Linked DNA regions of Oryza sativa: region 1 is linked to region 2. Evidence: chromatin contacts called from public HiCAR-type data. All regions are on one chromosome and are shown on one strand. Each heading gives the region's core, a stretch centred on a gene start, on an enhancer-like site or on the middle of the called end of the contact. The rest is flanking DNA. Distances are from core to core; before and after follow the strand shown. Region 1 holds the start of LOC4347038 (O-fucosyltransferase 31). Region 2 holds the start of LOC9271360 (cysteine-rich receptor-like protein kinase 43).

What was found. HiCAR-type assays count read pairs that join an accessible place to other places.
Region 1: a contact with region 2 is called in a HiCAR-type map of leaf, with 3 times the contacts expected there. The contact joins the promoter of LOC4347038 here to the promoter of LOC9271360 in region 2. A contact is called at or near these places in 1 of 15 Hi-C or Micro-C datasets (panicle) and 1 of 4 datasets of contacts at active chromatin or transcription factors (leaf).

The regions. Positions count from the first base shown.
Region 1 is chr9:19,008,293-19,015,177 of ASM3414082v1, reverse strand. LOC4347038 (O-fucosyltransferase 31) reads left to right here and starts at 4,354. Exons shown (of 10, transcript XM_015795882.3): 1 at 4,354-4,535; 2 at 4,838-4,900; 3 at 4,974-5,055; 4 at 5,137-5,207; 5 at 5,308-5,396; 6 at 5,484-5,687; 7 at 6,001-6,256; 8 at 6,356-6,583; 9 at 6,659-6,856. The coding sequence starts at 4,398. It also overlaps the pseudogene LOC4347039.
Region 2 is chr9:18,836,445-18,843,298 of ASM3414082v1, reverse strand. It overlaps LOC9271360 (cysteine-rich receptor-like protein kinase 43), which reads right to left and starts at 2,380. Exons shown (of 3, transcript XM_015795683.3): 1 at 1,565-2,380. The coding sequence starts at 2,039.

The sequences.
Region 1 (6,885 bases), core at 3,105-5,604, 170 kb before region 2:
GTAGTAAAACTTTTGATTATTCCAGCCAAAATTTCCTCACCGTTTTATTTATTCTCTTAGACTAGAAAAATGCATTCTTATCGTGTCATTTCCTTTTACCTCCAGCATCAGATGCTGCCAACGTATAAGTGTTTTTTTTTAACGAATAGCATCAGGCGATGCAATGTTTTATATTCATGGAGCATGAAAAGAATTACAAAAATTACCACCCTAGAGGATAATAATAAGGAAAATTATAAGTGTTTTGTTGAATGTAACTTACCAAGGGTTTACCACAGCAATGACCAGCCGATCAACCCTATATATCGATCGTAGATCTCTGTAGAAAAAAAAATCTGCCCCCACTAGTAGATAGCGTCCATACGAAATTGTCATCACACATCTTAAGACATTCAGTCAACCGCTCGACCACCCTAACCACCCCCTGGCCCCCCGTCCACCGGATCCCACTCGCCCCTCTCCCCACCGTGAGACACATCAAATTCAACCGAGAAATGCAAAAAAAAAAAAGAACGGAGGAGCAGTAGAGAACAAGGCGCAAATGACAACAAAGACAAAAGACAAAAGGGAGAAAGGAAAAAAAAAACAAACGTTGCCTCCTTCCAAACCCCGAACGCGACCGCACGCCAAGTCCCCACGCTGACCCACCTCGCTGCGTGCCCGCCCGCGACGTCGCCGTCCGCTCTCCCCCCCGCCACGCCCAACCCCCGAACCTCCCGCGAACCATCTCTCTCCCCCACAAACCCAAACCAACCCGTTCCACGTCTTTCCCCACGACCACGACCGTTCATTTCTTTCCCACTTCCCCGCGAGACCGCCTCAATTTCCTATTTTTTCCTTTCCTTCCTTTTCCACGCGACTCTCTCCTTCCGGCTTCCGCGAACCCTCCTTCCTTCCCGCCTTCGCCTCGCCTCGCCTTACGCCCAGAGCTATATATGCCGTCCCCGCCGTTGATCCCGGCAAGGCACACGCAAGACACAACCGGCAACCCAACCCAACTCGGAGACGCGGACGAAGCAAAGGTAGAGGAGACAATCTCTCGAGAGAAGAGAAGCGGACGGAAGCAACTGATTTATTTGGCCATGGAGGCAGCGTATTCGGCGCCGAGCACGTCGTCGACCTACTCGTTCCACTTCTCCATGGCGCAGGCCGTGCTCACCATCTCCCTCAACGTCATCGCCATCGGCCTCTCCGCCCTCGTCAAATCCTCCTCCTCCTCCTCATCGAGTTCGTCTTCCCGGCGCCGCGCCGCTGCAGCGCCCGCGGTGGCGCCGCCGGCGGCGGTTGACCTGGACACGGTTCTTGGCCTGATGGGCGGCGCGGGCGGCGCCGCGCCGTCGGTGGGGTTCGAGGAGGCGTCCGCGCTGTTCGAGTAGGAGGAGGCCACCCTGGGGGAGGCCGCGGCGGCGTTCCGCGTCTTCGACCGCAACGGCGACGGCTTCATCGACGCCGGCGAGCTCGGGAGCGTGCTCGCCTCGCTCGGGTTCGCCGCCGGCGCCGGCCACGCCGAGTGCCAGCGCATGATCGACGCCTACGACGCGGACAAGGACGGCAGGGTCGATTTCCGCGAGTTCCTCAAGTTCATGGAGACGGCTGCGGCCTAGGGAATCCACAGGATTCCCATGGCGTCACTTCTCTGCAAATTCTTTGTTCTTTCGTTCTATTTTTCTCTTTAATCGACTTCGATCGCTCAGCCGAATGAAGAACGGCAGCATGTGTATGCTTATGATCAGTTTAGGTGCTGTTTGGATCATGGCATTACAAAGAGCCAAGAAACGGGTTGTGTTTTACTTGAACTGAAATCGATGGAAATCGAATTGAAATGACAATTTCCGTGCTTGGGTTCTATCCCTGAATCAAATTCCTTACCCTTGGCTTAAAAAACAGACCGAACAGTTTTTCTATCCTCTACCTAAAGCATGTGCCTCATCTGCTTATGCTTATCAGACAAATTTTAAATTTTCAACCTTAAATTTTAAAGTTGATTTTGAGATTTTTTTCATTGAAATTTATTTTTAGCTTTTGCTTTTAAATCGCTAAGAACACGTATATAAAAGTCTATTTACCAATTACTTTTTATTTGCAAATATGCCAACGATGGCTCCGTACATGTGGAAAGGACTTAGTAAGAGAATATGAACGAGGTTTAAATTTCACTGATTCAATTTGATTTAATTAAGCCTTTATATAAATGGTAAACATGTCTCCGATCATTGAACTCTCATTGATTTTAGTTTACAATTGATATTCAGGCCCATCAAAACCTTCCAGGGCTCCTTTAGATTGAAGGAAACTTATAGTAGAATTTTTAGAGGATTAAAAATTTGGAATCTGTAGAGAAGAAAAACAGGATTGCTAAAAAAAAGGTCGCTACATTTTTCACTTAATTTTAGTCCATTGTTCTCCTATTTGTAGGTATAAGCTTTTAATTCTCATATCTCATCTTTCATGTAAATAATAAATACTCCTTTTTTTTAATAATGGGAATAATTGTATTAGAACTGAAATTACACCCGGTCTCTGCATCGACTGGAGATGCACACGACCTAAAATAATAAACACGTTTAATCCTAATTTTCTTATACATTGTGTGTTAGAAAATTTGCATTGTAAATGTTTCTTACAATGTAATTATAAACTTGCAGTGTACTTACATTATAGGTGTAGAGGTAATTTACAAAAGACGACTTCTTTTTTGGAAATTGTGATGCCATAACAAAAGGCACACTTTCTAAAAAAAATGCATCTTTATAAAGGAATAGGATTGTAAAATTCTCAAGGATATTTTTCTTTACTAAGTCCGATGCTATACTGCTCTTTTGCATGTGTTTTCCTCCCAAATTCTTTCTGTTTCAATTCCTCTGAGCCATCTAAACACATTATCTCGAGTGTTATTCTGTTCTGAAATCTTATGATATTACATAGCACTTCCTCCGTTTCACAATGTAAGTCATTCTAGCATTTCTCATATCTAGATTCATTAACATCAATATGAATATGGGAAATGCTAGAATGATTTACATTGTGAAACGGATGAAGTACGTGGTAATATATTCCTATGTTTTCATGTTTCAAAGCTTTGGAATCATGGGTTTATAATTGCTCAGTTAACATCCCTGGCAAGTCCACGCCTCTTAGGTCTTATAATGGACGCATATCATATCCTCTACAATAAATACAGAGAATATGATATGTTTAAAAAATGTATATTTTTACTGTAGGTTAAATGTATCTGATATGCTGCAAATGTATATTCAGGTATATTTGTATATGATATACTCATATATATTTGTATATGTTTAAAAAATGTATATTTTTACTGAAGGTTAAATTTATATGATATGCTGTAAATGTATATTCAGGTTAAATGTATATTTGTAGTATGATTTAACCTACTGTCAGGGTTATGGATACCACATATCTAATAGTAGTTGACTAAATCTCGGCAAGACCCACCACATACCATGTCCTATACGAAAGCAACCTTCGGATATAGGAGGAGTTCCGAATAAGGAAAGACAACCAGGGTTCTACATGGAAACGACAAGTACTACTCGGATTGTATCCATATTGGTTTCCTTAGTTCTACTTGGACAAGGGAACACCTATGGGTATAAATACAAGACTCCCTAGGAGGGGAAGAGAGCGGACACCCACCAGAGAGAACCAACACAATCAACATACACCCACCAGAAGCCACAACATACAAGCCAACATACGCCAAGACAAGCCGCCGGATATCGACATCAGAGATACGCCTGGATCGACCCTATCCGGTACCTTCAGAGGCCGGCCGTAGGGATCTAGCACTGTCTCTGATTCCGTCGGGCGCGAGCTCGAGGAGGAAGGCTACCCTGTTGTCGACTACGAGTCAGACCTTCAGACCGCCATGTCGACAACAGTTAGATAGGCTACCCCATATATTGTACTGGTGTGATTATGGTGAATAAAAAGCAACATCGGCTCCGGCCAACAGGATGTAGGGCTATTACCTGACAATTCAGGGGTCCGAACCTGTATAAAAATCCCTGTCTCCATCTCTTTTACCTTAATCTCGCGTATACCCTAGCATCGACGATCCTCATACCATGCAAATACCAGAATTGCGACATCAAACGTCGACACCTACAAATATACATTTAGCATATCATATTCAGGTAACTGTAGATGTTTTTAGCAGGGTGGCTAGTGAACAGCACAGCAGTACAGTACAGAAGTCCCGCGGATCCTTCCTCCTCTTTTTCGGATCATAGTTGGGCCAGGCGAAGAATTTTGGCCCATCCAGATCACTCCATAAGGCCCATTTCCTATTCGGCTCGGCTAAGTTGTCGCTTGGTGGGCTTCGGGCTCGTCGTCGTCGTCGTCTCCCCTCCCCCCACCTGACTTGAGACGGGGAGATGCGGAGGCCGTCGCCTTCGCCGCCGGCGGCGAGGGGCCCGGCGCTCGCCGCTGCGGCGGCCGTCGTCGTGCTACTTCCGTCCATCTTCCCCGCGATCTTCACCCCGCTTGGCCGCGCCTTCCCTTCCCTCTTCTCGGTGAGCCCCCCTCCTCCCCTCTCTCCTCCTCGCGCGGCCCGAAATTGGAGCCGATGTGCTGTGAAGTAAGATTCAAAGCTACTCTTCGTAGATTTATGATTGGTAGCTCCAGGGACCCAATCACTTGGGATGAGCAAAGGTCGTCTTCCATTTTGGCAGATAGCTAGTTCCTTGTAGTGTATGAGGGAAGAATTGGTGTGTCTAATTGATGAGAATTTTGCTTGTGCTCTTCTAGTTTAGGTTTTATGATCTTATATTTGCTTTGAGGGTTAACTAGGCAGGGTTTTGTCAATTGTTTGCAGGAGTGGAATGCCCCTAAGCCAATGCATGAGTCTCTTCTGAATGAGGCTTTGCGGCGAACAATTGTGAGTACATAATACTTAGCTGAAAACTGGAGTATTTATGTTGGAGCCCATCTGTAACTTGTATTTTGTACAGTCAAACGAACAAAAGAGAGAGCTGTGGTCACCATTGCCGTACCAAGGTTGGAAACCATGCTTGAAGTCATCAAGTGTTCACGGTAACCTACTGAAATGGCATGATTCCGACAGCCGCAGCGATAGAAAATCGATTATTGATCAGTTGTTCTGATAAATTATAGGGGTACCTTTGGAACCCACTGGATATATCCAAGTATTTCTTGATGGTGGACTGAATCAGCAAAGAATGGGGGTAACACACTTCTTATGCATTGATGCTATGATATATAACTTAACATAACTGGCATCCTTGGGACTTTAGATTATCCAACTCTTTCCTTTCTGTTCTTTAGATATGTGATGCGGTTGCTGTTGCTAAAATTCTGAATGCGTCTCTTGTGATCCCACATCTTGAAGTAAATCCTGTTTGGAAAGACACAAGGTGCTTTTGGAGTCTCGGAGCACTATATTTTTAATTTCCATTTTCCACTGTTGAATTTTAAGTATAGTTTACCTTTTTGTATTGTAGCTCCTTTGAAGAAATTTTTGATGTGGATCATTTTATCAACACCTTAAAAGCTGAAGTTTCAATAGTCAAAGTTCTCCCAAAAAAATTTTCCTGGAGCACAAGAGAGTACTATGGTACAGGCATCCGTGCTACAAGAATAAAAACCGCACCTGTTCATGCCTCTGCAAGTTGGTATCTGGAGAATGTCAGTCCTATCCTTCAAAGGTTTGTGAAAAAAATTGACTTGGATTGTTTCTCTATTAGTCAAACATGCGCTTTGTTTATTGAGTCAGCTTCATAGACTTCTCTGAAATAATTGGCTCAAGTCACGCCTTGCAATGGTCTTCATATATGTAGCTGGTGGTCAATTAAGGTTACGGAGAAATGGTCATAACATTTAGCCTAGGTCAATTTCCACTGGTCTAGCTCCATATGTGTTAACATGACATCCTGTCATTGTTTAATAACTTTGTTAGTTGGTCAATTTACAAGGCAAATCGTTTAGCAGTCATCTTACCTTCCATTTGTTTCCTTGCAGCTATGGCATTGCTGCCATTGCCCCCTTTTCTCACCGTCTTGCATTTGATGACTTGCCTGTGGACATTCAGCATCTGCGTTGCAAAGTTAACTTCCAAGCTCTTGTTTTCCTGCCTCACATTATCTCACTGGGGGAGACTCTTGTGAAACGCTTGAGATCTCCCGTCCAGGGCCAATCTGGTGAACTTATCCAAGAAGTTGGAGAAGACACAAACCAAGCCGGAAAATATGCAGTTTTGCATCTCCGTTTTGATAAGGTAAATGGAAACTTCTCCAATACATTTTTTCTGTGGATCCACAGTGTATGTGCATTGTTGTGCCCTTTAAAACATTTCTGCTTCTGATCAATTTTTCAGGATATGGCTGCACATTCTGCTTGTGACTTCGGTGGTGGCAGAGCTGAGAGATTAGCTCTGGCTAAGTACAGACAAGTCATCTGGCAAGGGAGGGTATTAAATTCACAGCTAACTGATGAGGAGCTTCGGAACTTGGGACGCTGCCCATTGACTCCAGAAGAAATTGGGCTGTTACTGGCAGCTCTTGGATTTGACAGCAGAACTCGAATCTATCTAGCCTCTCACAAGGTTTGACTCTTCTGTGTGTTTACCATTTTTTTTTCTGGTGGTATTAGGAAGGTCTAATATACATAACGTATTAAGGTATACGGCGGGGAAGCCAGAATTTCTAGCCTGCGCAAACTTTTCCCCCTAATGGAGGACAAGAGGAGCCTTGCGTCGGAAGAGGAGCTGACTAATGTTGAAGGCAAGGCTTCTGTTCTAGCAGCTCTTGACTACTATATCAGCATGCACAGCGACATTTTCATCTCTGCATCTCCTGGGAATATGCACAACGCACTGGTATGTTCTGTTCGATCTTGAATTTGCTT
Region 2 (6,854 bases), core at 1,131-3,630:
GTTACGTGCAGTACATTCTGAGGACTGAGGTTAGAGCCGGCACCGGCAGCCAGCTGGCTTCCTAAAATCGCACGCGTGCCTAATAGGAAAACAGCCGAGAAGCCCTGCCTTTGCAATTTTGCAAAATAGACTATTTGATTAGGTGATTGAATTTTGCAAAGTACTAGAGACTTTGATTATGTGATTGATCAGAAGCCTTGGCCAAAGTTCATAGATGAAGTCCTGCCTTTGCGATTTTGCAAAATAGACTTTTGATTATGTGATTGAATTTTGCAAAGTAGAGACTTTGATCGTGTGATTGATCAGAAGCCTTGGCCAAAGTTCATAGATGTGGTTGCTGATGATAGATCGATCTTGGACTCGGTACTGCTACTAGTACGACACGGCTTCTGTGACTGCTGCGTCTTCTTCCAAAATCCCAACAGGGTAGCGATGTGGAGACGACGCGTCGCTGTACTTGTCAACGACTCTGGTCATCCACAACCATCACTGTGCCATAGTTATTGAATGTCTAATGCACCAAGCTATCCGTGGCCTATTTGGTTTATTACTAATGTAATAATGCAAGTTATCCCCAAATTTTCATAAACTATGCTTTTGTTGTTGTTAAGATTTTGGAAGTGTGTGAGCTTTAGTTGGCTTTGCCTAACAAAAACTTTGGGAGGCGTTTGGCAAATGGGCTTGGAAAAAGAATATATTACCCATCAAAGGATAGTTTTTATCCTAACCATACAATTCTTCTCATCTCATTCCATCCTAAACCTTCACTCATTTTTCTATCACAGTCCCATTCCTTGTAACCAAATGGTGGTTTGCTGGGAATGCTGGGTTTTATTCAACAAACCAAATGGGTTGATGGTTCCTTGAGTTTCTATTTTTCTTTTTGGTAAGCCAAACAACCACTAATATCCAGAGAGATGCTTCCAATTTTAATTTGGGAGGAATTTCATTTAAGAGAATTTGGGAGGAATCTTGAAACGTACAAGAACAGTTAAGCATACTAGTTTTGAATGAATGGAAGAGTTTTTCCAGGTTCCTATGGAAGCTACTACTATCTCATAAACAGGGAAAACAAACAGTTGGGAAATGCAAGACACAATTTTTTCAAGAACGAACAAATGAACATATGCCCTATCTTGTAGTAACAAATCTGCCTCAAATTTTCCATGCCTGATTAATCCGATTTTATCTCTAAGACTCCAGATAATGCAAGTATGCAACTCAAAACTATAATTGTGCCACAGTGTGCAAATGCAGTGAGCTAGTAGTAATTGTTAAGAGAAGAGCTTTGTCAGCAACAGCAAAGCATCTAGTAGCAGCCGTATTTTAATTTGTTAGATAGATAGATCGATGCATCGGTGATGACCACCCGCTGACGCAAGCAATGAGCTGTCCTAGCAACAAGAAACAGTGCACGCGACTTTTCCAAGCATTGAACTGATAATCCGATCCCCAAAAAAAAAAAAAAAACGACGCGTCCATCGGATGATTAAACTGGTTCCGTTCACGCGGTGAAAATTTTGCGGAAGGCAATGGCGAAGGAAGAAGAAATTGGAGTACTCACAGTGGAAGTTTCGGGGCGGCGGCGGAGGGGAGGAGAAGAGGATCTTGTCGAGGCTCTCGTTGGGGACGTACTCGTAGACGAGGAGCTTGTCGTCGGGGCCGTGGGCGCAGTAGCCGATGAGGTTGACGACGTTGCGGTGCTGGACGCGGGAGAGGAGGGTGGCCTCGTTGCGGAACTCGCGGGCGCCCTGGCGGGACCCGGCGCCGAGGCGCTTGACGGCGACCTCCCGGCCGTCGGCGAGGCGGCCGCGGTAGACGGGGCCGAACCCGCCCTGCCCGAGCTTCTGCCGCTCGGAGAACCCCCGCGTCGCGGCGCTCAGGGCCTCGTACCGGAACGCGCGCTGCTCCCTCGCCGCGATCGCCTCCAGGTCCGCCTCCTCCTCCTCCCGCCGCCGCCGCTCCGCGCCCCCGCCGCGGCGGGAGGACGACGAGCTGAACGGCCGTGCGATGCGCTCCAGGAGCTCGCGGGGCTTCATGCCCTGCTGCCCCCCTGCCTCCCCCGCCGTGGCTCTACTTGCTGCTGCTGCTGGCGCGGGCGCGGCGGCGGTGGTGGTGTTTGGTTGGGTTGGGGATTGGTGGGTGGGGTGGGGTTTTGGGTTGCCGTGGTCGAGGAGAAATGTTTCAGAGATGTCGCCGTCGGCGTCGGCTGGGGGGCGCGTCGCGTGGCATCACGGGCTCACGGCACTCCACGGCGAAGCGCAGCGCCGGGGAGGAGAGAAAGTCAGGGAGACTGCGCGTTGACAAAATGGGCACACCGGCGTGTATGCGGCTGGAACAGGTCGGGGGTGGAGGGGTTGAAGACGACTCGAAAGCAAATGGAAGAAGACTCCAACCCGGGAGAGCTTAGCAGGATAAAGGCTCAGTTTAGGGTGTGTTCAGTTCGCGAAAAAAAAATTTGAGTGTCACGTCAGATATTTGACCGAATGTCGAAAGGGGTTTTCGGACACGAATGGAAAAATTAATTTCATAACTCGGCCGGAGTTCGTGAGACGAAAAGTTTTGGTGTGTCACATCGGATATACGGACACACATTTAAAGTATTAAACATAGATTGATAACAAAACAAATTACAGATTCCGCCTAGAAACTGCGATACGAATTTATTAAACCTAATTAATCCGTCATTAGCAAATTTTTACTGTACCACCACATTATCAAATCATGGATCAATTAGGCTTAAAAGATTCGTCTCGCAATTTACACACAATCTATGTAATTAGTTTTTTTCTATATTTAATACTCCATGCATGTGTCCAAACTTTCGATATGACAGGGTGAAAGTTTTTTTGCATGAGAAGTAACAGGGCATAAGTTGTTTATTTTCTTTTACGGACACGTAAAAAGAATTACACGGCAATATAATAGAAGAAGAGAGCAGAGTTTGATTACATATACATAGAAGATAAGCTACTAAGAAAGAAAAAAAAACTCTTATCGCAAGGGAGGGTGGAGTAGGGGGTTCCACTACACTCCGGCATACGTCGTTTAGATATTTTTCTAAAACAAACTTGTCTAGTTTTAATCAAATTTGTAGGAACTATCAAAATAGATATTATAAATGTTGTTGTATTTTCTATAAACTTGATCAAATTTTTAAAATGTTTGATTTAAAAAAGTCAATGAGACTTATGATATGGAACGGTGGGGGCGAATTTTTTTTCTTTTTTGCAATACAATCTACTACTACATCCGTTCCGTTATAAGTCGTTTTGATTTTTTTTAAAACTTTTTTTTAGTTTGATCAAGTTAGCAACATCTACAATATTAAATTAATTTCATTAAATATAACAGTGAATATATTTTGATAGTTTGTTTGTTTTGTGTTAAAAAATTGTTATATTTTTATATAGACTTCATCAAACTTAAAAAATTTTGACTAAGAAAAAAATATTTTTAATATGAAATGGAGGGAGAGTATTTTGTATATAGTACAACTTGTACCATAGAAGATTTATTGTATTTTTATGGCATGTTCGAAGTTAGACGATACGTGTTTATTTAAAGACTATATACATATTCTTCTAATAGATTAAAAAAAATTTAACTAGAAATAAAAATAGTTTTATTACAATTCTTTCTTCACCTAATGGAGCAAAGTTTTTATTTTATAAAGGCTAAGGGTATTATTTGAGTTGTTAACTATTTGTCTCTTTTCTTCTCTCTATTCTACATCAATAGATATTCCTAATTAGCAATGCAAGGCTGAGTTTGGTTCTTCACTTTCCCAACTCATCTCTCTCGTTTTTCACACGCACGCTTTTCAAACTAATTAAACGACAAAAATTTTCTATACGAATTCATATTAATCAAATTTTCAAAAAAATAACTAATACTAAATTAATCATGCGCTAATGAGTTGCGCTGTTTTGCGTGCATGGAGTGTAAGTTCCCAACTCAAGAAACCGAACATAGCAGCTGTGTTCGGTAAAGGGGAGTTGCGAACTTTTCCTCCGAACATGCAAAACAATATAGTCCATTAGAGCAAGTATAATAATGATAAGCTATAAGGCTACTATAAGCTTAGGTGGAGAAGAGAGGTAGTGAAAAATTAAGGATGTTGGCTCTCATACAAGAACTAGCTTATCACAAGCTCCAAGACAAATGCATTAAATGTATAAGTGAGAGATAGAGAGATAAGAAGAAAATTGTAGCCAATCGTATAACTAATCTATAATATATGTTGGCTTTAAAATGAACTAATAGTAGGAAGTGAGCTCTATTATTATCATTGCTCTTAGCACGTGATTAATTTAGTATTACCTAATGTTTTTAAAAAGATTATCAATATTACTTTTAAAGTAACACATATATATATATATATATATATATACAGTTTAACCGTTTAGAAAGCGTGCGCGTAAAAAAACGAGGGATATCCCTCCAACCAAACACACCCTAACAGAAGCACTCAGCCAGCTCCTGTAAATAACCTCGCAATTACAGTTGTATGTATATTTGTACTGGTACTATCTTCAGTAGGAAATCTATGCCTTTAATTAACTCAATAAAAAAACTGAAAACGTGAATATTAATCGAAGTGACTAAAATTTATTCTCCCGGACAAATTAGTGAGATACGGAAGCATAAAACCTCTACTTTTACTATGGCGCTGCTGTACATGTACGTTGTCTAGTAAAAATGGAGAGGAGTGAAGCTCGCTGCACCTCGCATTGTCAGGCCAGGTGTTTACGCACGTAAACAACATTCACAATGGGGAAACACAAAAGGTGATCTGCCCATATCTATAGGCTCTCTACCAGAGATACATGTCAGCATATTTTTTTATTTGGAAGAGATTAAATGAAGAGAGAGAGCAAAGCTATCTACTAACCTGAAGATAGTCTATTAAGAAAAACGAGGCAATACATTATAGAGCTATAGATACCTATGTAGACATACTATTGAGGTGGTTTACTATTAATCTAATCTATTGCTAAGATGTACATGTTTTATAGAGAGCACCTTACTTTACTATAGGTGCTCTAATAATTAATCTCCGTTCAGCTTATCAGAAACTGCGACGAAATGGCGGCCGGTGGGCCGGCGGCTTTATGTTCCTGATATGATTAGGGAAAGAAAAGACGATTTCAGAAAAAAAACTGAGTCGTCAGGATTGACCCCATGTTTTCCTCTGCACAAAACACATGTGCCTGAAACTCTTCAATTCCGTGACAGCCCACAGCACGGCAACACTTAATCTGATGTCAGGTGGCTGACCTGTGGCACATAATGTTAAGAATCTGCCCTAGAATATTAAGGAACAAAGCTCTAAATGCTGGTACTACTTTATTACTACATATTAATTTCGAGTAGTAGTAGTATGTATAGGAAGTATAAACAATTTCTTTATTCTATGGCGGTAAGGCATAGTTTTTTTTTTCTCGACTCGAAAATTCAACTTTCTCTTTTTCATTTGCATACTTTTTAAAATATTAAACATTGTGTTTTTATAAAAAGTTTTTTAGAAATTGTTTAAAAGAAATCAAATAAATCTATTTTTTTTAATTTTTATGGTAATTAATATTTAATTAATCATGTCCAATAATTTGTTTCTCATTTTACGTGAGCTAAATTTATGTCTGCCAATTGAGAGAACGAAAGGAGCCTAAGATATACTCCCTTTAAAATATAGTAGAGTATCATAATTTAAAATCAAGAGTGCATCGTTAAGAGGCTAAGGAGTTGTGTAGTTCCTAAGTATACTTTATCACTATTTATAGTGTCATAGTTGGTTAAGTTGAGAAAAATCAAATTCTTCACCACATCTTAATCATCATTAGGAAATTTTGCCACACTTTTTTCGTCGTCTAGAATGTCACAACAGTGGATACAACCAAATAACTACCAAGCAATTAAATTTATCTAACCTTAAACGTGGTAAATTATGATAAAGTGTAACCGACAACCAAACACTTTATAAGCGACGCGTCTATCAATTGCATACTTGAGCCAAGGTTTCAAAGGGATTTATTAGGATTCTTTTAATAGAAATTCGGATTCGAGATACATATGCTAGCACACGTAACCATCAGCCAGTTAGGAGGGCATTTATACTACCATTAGTCAGGTTAGATTGATAAAGATGTGCCAGAATTTATTAGATAAAGCAGAAGAGATGATGCCTTAAAATAACGGGGCTTTTAACTATTTGCCATTATTACGGATGTTGTTTAATGATTTACCACTAGCCTCATATATCATAGACACATGAGGGCTCACATGTCATTGATAGGGTGTGGCAAATCGTTAATTGCCATGTCACATGAGTGACAAATAGTTAAATTTCCCTAAAATAACATCAGGGAAGACTTGGAAGTTTGACCTCACATGGATCGAGCGAGCTTGGTCGTTGGCAACTTGGCTGGATGGATGACAATTGCCATGGTCGATGCCTGATGGCTTGCTTCAGTAGCAGCCACCGGTTGCCTCGCCTACAGGTTTGGTGATTATATTGTTCAGTGCTCTCGCCATCTCTTGCCATGATGATGATGGGACACCATTTGATCAATATTCCTTGTTTAATCATGCAACCCAGAAATCTTAGACAGAAAATTTTATTTTAAGTTAATTTCATTTTGGGCCATGTTTCATTACCAACCACCTTTCTTTTATTTTTTAGCAGGCTCCTTAATATTATCCCGGTTTGTAGAACCCCCTTATCTTAACATCAACTACAGGTTGAGTTGAACTTAAGGAGGACTTACTCTTTGCGTGCAATCAGCACCTAACCAGAAGATGTGAATCATCCAAGACACATTAGTATGGCGTACTCCTCCTGCTTGAATCGGAGT